Linked DNA regions of Mus musculus: region 1 is linked to region 2. A link is a contact called in public HiChIP or PLAC-seq data. All regions are on one chromosome and are shown on one strand. The core of a region is the stretch at or near the end of the contact, and the rest is flanking DNA. Distances in the headings are between cores, read along the strand shown.

Evidence for each region. HiChIP or PLAC-seq counts read pairs in DNA pulled down with a chosen protein or histone mark.
Region 1: a contact with region 2 is called in an H3K27ac HiChIP or PLAC-seq map of embryonic stem cells, with 5 read pairs. The contact joins the enhancer-like site here to the promoter of Tex22 in region 2. A contact is called at or near these places in 11 of 39 promoter capture datasets (the 3T3-L1 cell line, cranial neural crest, embryonic stem cells and 7 more), 15 of 484 Hi-C or Micro-C datasets (CD4 T cells, CD8 central memory T cells, Th1 cells and 8 more), 9 of 115 datasets of contacts at active chromatin or transcription factors (CD8 T cells, double positive thymocytes, embryonic fibroblasts and 2 more) and 4 of 9 other capture datasets (adipose tissue, embryonic stem cells, liver and 1 more).

What each region holds. Positions count from the first base shown.
Region 1 is chr12:113,114,071-113,117,139 of GRCm38.p6, forward strand. Mta1 (metastasis associated 1) reads left to right here. Exons shown (of 21, transcript NM_001364622.1): 3 at 2,918-3,011. Among named protein-coding and RNA genes, the nearest start is that of Mta1, 17 kb to the left of the region's middle. Within about 2 kb of position 1,276, at least 11 of the 459 cell types and tissues checked have an H3K27ac peak or open chromatin away from gene starts, as enhancers often do. A contact at or near this core is called in embryonic stem cells and trophoblast stem cells, where this site is marked.
Region 2 is chr12:113,073,138-113,075,995 of GRCm38.p6, forward strand. It overlaps Tex22 (testis expressed gene 22), which reads left to right and starts at 1,365. Exons shown (of 3, transcript NM_001361919.1): 1 at 1,365-1,722; 2 at 2,107-2,299. The coding sequence starts at 2,144. It overlaps Pacs2 (phosphofurin acidic cluster sorting protein 2), which reads left to right. Exons shown (of 24, transcript NM_001081170.1): 24 at 1-1,264.

The DNA.
Region 1 (3,069 bases), core at 26-2,525, 41 kb after region 2:
CTGCAGTGAGTGGCCAGGTTTGTGTGCCCTTTTGTGGCCTCGAACTCAGAAATTCGCCTGCCTCTGCCTCCCAGGTGCTGGGATTAAAGGCATGCGCCCATGCCCGGCTAACTCCATCTTTTTGATTGACAATCTAGCATAAGCCTTGCCCACCTCACAGCCAAGTGCAGAGGACATCATATTGGGATTGTGAGTCAGGCTGGCAGGCCCAGTTGTAGACCAGCCAGCCTTGCTGTCTCTCAGGGTCAGACCTCTGTTGCAGGGTGGGGCTCTTGTCTGGGCTTGTGTTTTGACCTTGGCCTTGGACCTCTATAGTGGCTTGCCTTGACTCTAGTCTGTGTGAGGGACTCTAGGTTTCACTTTCAATGTGAGATTAACAAAGCTGTAACACTTGCCCGATATCACTGGATGCCAATCACAGCCAGCATGGTCGACACACATGAAATTGTCTCAAGACCCTGCTACAGAACAGACAAGTATCTTCTGTGATGAGAAAGAAACTCCTGGATTCCAGCACAATGGTTACAGCTATTTTCAAGCTAGTGCTGCCAGCAGGACACAGACCCTCACCCCTAGAATTTAGGAAAGGAACGCCAAAGCTGTATATACAGGCACAGGGTAGGACTCCAGTGCCCACCCAGGTTATGTGAGGGGAGGAAGTACGATGTCCACCATGGCAGTTGACCAAACTCAGAACAGCTTGGAACTTGACTGGCCAGAGCCCTACCTACCCTAGGCTAGAAGAGTAGGCGCTACAGTTGAGGCAAGGTCCCCCCACCCCCACCCCGGGGTGCAGGAAGGTGACAAGGAGCACCTGCTGGGAGTTGAAGCACAAAGTCGAGCAGATGTGTTCCTTACCCCACGCCCAGTGACTGATGATGCCGCAACACCCGGGACTCAGCTTTTCAGCTTTCTGACGCCCACTTTGGGCGACAGGATGAGATGTTAGAGAAGGCAGGTTGATGCAGATGTGAGTATGGAGGGAAGGGGCCTCCAGAGGAGGAGACAGTACGAGCATGTGCTGTGCCAGAGCTCAGAGGGAGGCTCTCACAAGTGACAGAGAGGATGGGGGACAGCTGAATAGCCTTTCTGAGAAGTGGGACAGGAGTGCAGAGACCAGGACACAAGTCAGAAAGCCCAACGCCCACTTAAGACAAGACCTGCCATCCGGTAGGCAGGACTGAACATTGTCATTCAAAGAGAAAGAGGGTGGTGAGTAGTATTGTCCCTGTAGAATCACTTGCAAGGCTGCCCTCTGGGCACACCTGTAGGGACTTATCTTGATTATGTTAAAGTGAGAAGACTCGGCCACGCCCACTGCTGGCGGCACCATTCCATTGCTGGGATCCTGGACTGTGTAAATGGAGAAAGGAGAGCTGAGCTGTAGCATCGAGCTCCACTCTGCTTCCTGACCGTGTGACTAGCTGTCTTAAGCTTCTAGTACTGTGGGACTTCCCTGCCACTGCGGATTGTAACATGGAACTACGAGCCAGACTAAGTCCTTTTCTCCCTTAAGAGGAGTTACTTCTGTCAACTAACTTAGCCACAGCAACAGGAAGAGAAATAAAGGCAAGAGTATAAATGTGGAAGAACATTGAAATACTTGTTGAGGAAACGTCCTGGGCTGTGTGCAGAGTGCGTTCTAGCTACTGTTAGAGCCTGAAATACTTGTTGAGGAAACGTCCTGGGCTGTGTGCAGAGTGCGTTCTAGCTACTGTTAGAGCCTGGAATACTTGTTGAGGAAACGTCCTGGGCTGTGTGCAGAGTGCGTTCTAGCTACTGTTAGAGCCTGGAATACTTGTTGAGGAAACGTCCTGGGCTGTGTGCAGAGTGCGTTCTAGCTACTGTTAGAGCCTGGAATACTTGTTGAGGAAACGTCCTGGGCTGTGTGCAGAGTGCGTTCTAGCTACTGTTAGAGCCTGGGGAAGGCTGGACCCAAGGGGCTTATTTTGCGGGACTTACTGTGAGTGAGTACCCGGTATGATACTTCACCATAGTGACATCTCACAGACACAGGGGCCGTAGAAGGATGGTCTGAGCACAGGAAGGGTAGCGTTCTGTTGGATGAGGCTCTGGGTGTCCACAGACTGTGCCAGTGTGAGTGAGTGAACAGAACAGGGCTGATAGAAAGGACGACAAGACAGACAGTCACCTTGTGTAGGACTTAATTTATGCGTCCCCCACTCAAGGTGGGAAAGCCAGTCAGGGTTATAACCTTACATAATTGCAACATTATTATATTATTATTAGTTTTTAGACAGGGTTTCATGGTGTAGTCCTGAATTGCTGGAATTCACTATATAGACCAGGATGGTCTTACACACAGAGATCTGTCTGCTCCTGCCTCTCAAATCTCACTGGGATTATAGGTATGCCTTGCATTATTTATCATTTATGTGAACCCTGACAAGTTGTTTAATATTCTCTGCTAGTGCCAGCATGCAGCTTGTCACAGGAGTTCAGGTTGGGACGCACAGTTGAGGTTCCTGTTGGTGCTGTGGGTCTCCAGTGCTGGCCGCCCAGTGGAGGGAGGGCAGTGTTGGAGCCTGGGGTAGAAGGGAAGGAGAGAAGTTGCAGTCTGTGTCAGGGCTGTCCTTAGGATTTCTGGTAAAGCAAGCAGGGCCTCTACTGCTTTAGGGCCACTGTCTTGGTGGGGCCCTGGCAGGCAATGTAGAACCTTGTGGGCGCAGGTTACTGGGTAGTAGTCTGGTGTGTATTCCCTTTGGCTCACACTTACTGGCTTTGGATGTGTCAGGTATGGGGCTCACTCCTTGGGGCCCTACACCTGGGCTCTAGCATTGGAGATCTGTCATTTTCTTTTAAATGTTTCTGGGGCCTTGGTTGGGGGTGCAGGTCCTATATTGAAGCCCCTGTTGGGAGCTTACATTGATGAGATAACTCTCTCTTGCTGTTACAGACAGCCAACGGGAATGTGGAGGCCAAAGTGGTGTGTTTCTACAGAAGGCGGGACATTTCCAGCAGCCTCATCGCGCTGGCGGACAAGCATGCAAGTGAGTCTCAGCCTTTCTCCTGGGATGATAATGCCTGTCCCCTTCAGTGCCTGCTCTC
Region 2 (2,858 bases), core at 115-2,614:
TCCTGGATAATAGGTCCCCAGGTCCCTGGGTCCAGGGCTTCTTAGTGGAACTCCTGGTGAGGTATTCTCTGAAAAGATCTTGTGCTGAGTCAGGCCACTGTAATCCTTGGAGCCTAAGAGCCTAGTTTACCTGCCCCTTGTGTTTTTTCCCAAAAGTCAACCTTCATATGAAACATTTGACCTAGATTTCTAGCCTTGAGGCCACAGGGGTTCAAGCTCTTGCCTGAGGGCAGCCCTTTTCCAGAACCTTCCCCTGTACATACGTGCTCCTTCCTTGACTGGTTCCAGGGGTCTGACTTTACACACACAAGAGGAAGGTGTAGGCAGCGTCTTTGTCCCACAGCTGGCCCAGGGTGGAGTCAGGAAAGCCTAGCACCTGAGCACCATACACCTTCCCCCCAACCCCCACCATGGCAGTGCTAGGTGCAGACCTAGACAGCAGTCCTTCCTCCCTGTGCCTCACTCCCCCAGTGGTTAGAGAGATGGTCCATTTTCCTTGCCTACCTCATGGAGCTGTAATGAGAAGTCATGGAGAAGCACTTTGTCCCTTTGAAGGATGACACCAAAGCCCCCCTGACAGGCAGTGCAGTGGTACGAACCGCAGAGTGTGTTTGCATCCGAAGCTCTGAGGCATCACCCTCAGAGCCTGCCAGTCTTAGAGGTCCCTGTCAAGCAACACCAGTTGCCATTGCTCATTGCTGTCAGTTGGGGGCCCTGCCTCTACCTTCAAGTTGGTTCCTGCCACCACCCTCTGAGTACGCAGCTCAGTATCACTGTAAAGGTACCAGTGCTGGGAGGTGGGGGTGGGGAGGCGTGGGGAGGCGGGAGGCTCAGCCCTGAAGCAATGGCTTGCCCTAGCCTTATCCTGCAAGCCTCACTTCTTCCTCTAGCCTCCATCTCAAATGAATTCCGCATAAAAACGTCCTGGCACTTCTCCCCAGGGCCAGGGTACTTGCTCCCTAAATCCCTGTGCCCTTCAGAGACTGCTCTGTCCTGGAAGGGGGCCAGCAGAAGCTGACAGCCTTGCGTGAGGATGACTCCGTTCGCTTCTGCAGACTGCCCAGCGCGCTGTGACTGATTTCTAGAGTGTGTATGTTGCTAGTTTTGTTTTTGTTTTTTTAATAAAAAGCAGGATTCATGTAAATAGCTTTTTTTGGGAGCAGATACTGATCTGTCCCATGCGACCATGTGGACGATTTCAAGGTGCTGAAGCGACACTAATAAACTGACGGCGCTCAGGCCGCCCACTGCTGTGATTTCTCTGAATGTGTTGGGGCCATGCGGCTTGAACGCTGGGGCGCACGCGTGGAGGGGGCGGAAGCGGCCGCGGAGGGCGGGGTCTGTAGGACGGAAGCTCCGTCCCTCTTCCCTAGAGCTCTGTCCTTGGATCCAGCTTTCTCAGGCTGGTGCTGAAGGTCCTAAGTCAGCCTCACCAGCCAGCTCTGTTTACCTGGACCCACATGAGCGTTCACAGGCCACACGACCCTCCACTCCCTGTGCAGACCCTTCTGAGCCTGGGCTCACCGGCTGATCCATTGTCAACCGGAGCTCATTAAGCCCCCCTCATCTGTCCCGGAGCCTACAGAGCCCTTCCCAGAGCCCTCTGGGCGAGCTCTGCATCCGCGTGGGAGCGGGTGACCCAACTCCCACATACCTTCACTGCTGCCCTTAACTGACTTCCACAGTTCATACCCACGGAGAGGGTGGGAAATGAGAGCTCAGGTTGGCGCTGAGCCTGGGCCTTGTGTGGTAGGGTTGTCCAAGACAGGAGGAGGCCTATTGAGGGTGGGATCCTAGGACTGAAGAGCTTGTCAGGACCGCAGAAGGAGCGCCCCCTGCGAGGAAAAGCAGACCAGGTGGTTCGGTGAGAGCAGAGAAGGCTAGGCTAGCATCTATTTCTAGGCTACTGCTGTCCCTGGGGGGATGCTGGTGCGGAGGATAATGGCCACAAGACCTGGGAGAGAAAGTCACAAGGGACCCCGCTACTCGGCAAGAGTAGTCACTAGGTAGAAGGCGGCCCCAGCAGGGCCTGCCATCATCTGCTTTAGGGATCTGCCGTGGCAGCAGGAACCCTGCTCAGTTCCCTTCCTGCACCTTGCCCCACAGCCCTAGTCGAGGGAACTGCAACCTGCTGTACTTAGAGATGGACAGCAGGCAACAGCGCCCCCAGAGGAAGACGCTACAGTGGCAGCTTGCTCAAGAGCAAAGACAACAGTCACCCCCACAGGGGCTTGCCGTGGCCTCCAGCCAGCCAGACACCAAGAGCAAGCCTCAGGACGACTTGCAGACCCAAGACTGGGTAAGCAGTTAGGAGAGTCTTCCGAGAACCCAGGCTTTTAGGTGGACTGGTTGGAAAGGGACACCGAGAATGGGCCTCTGGGACAAGAGGAAAGGACTGAATGGGACTGGAGGAAACATTTAGTTTTTAGGGCTTGCTTCTCCAACTACTCAGGCTAGGCTCGGAGGTAGACTTCCTCTGGTGGACACCAGGCAGAGAGAGGTCGCCTAAGGTCAGAAGGAGTGTGCCACACATACCCACATCAGCTCGTGCAGTGTCCCTGACCCCTGCTTTGAGGTCCCTCCAAAGGTGACAACTGTCCTGCAGGGCTGACCAGTAGCCCCTTCCGCTTTCATAAGGCAGGGCATTCTAGATGGTAAAGATGCTAACGTGTCATCTCTTGGGAGAGGCTTGCTTATGAATAGGCACAGATGTATGGATTTTATATTGGTGACATAATGGTGAAGAATCAGAGCTCTATGGTTGAAGGGACACCAGACTCCTGGTTGGGGACAAAGTCACTTCAGTGTCTGCCACACCTTGACTTCATTTGGAATTGACTCCCATTTCAAGTTCCTGT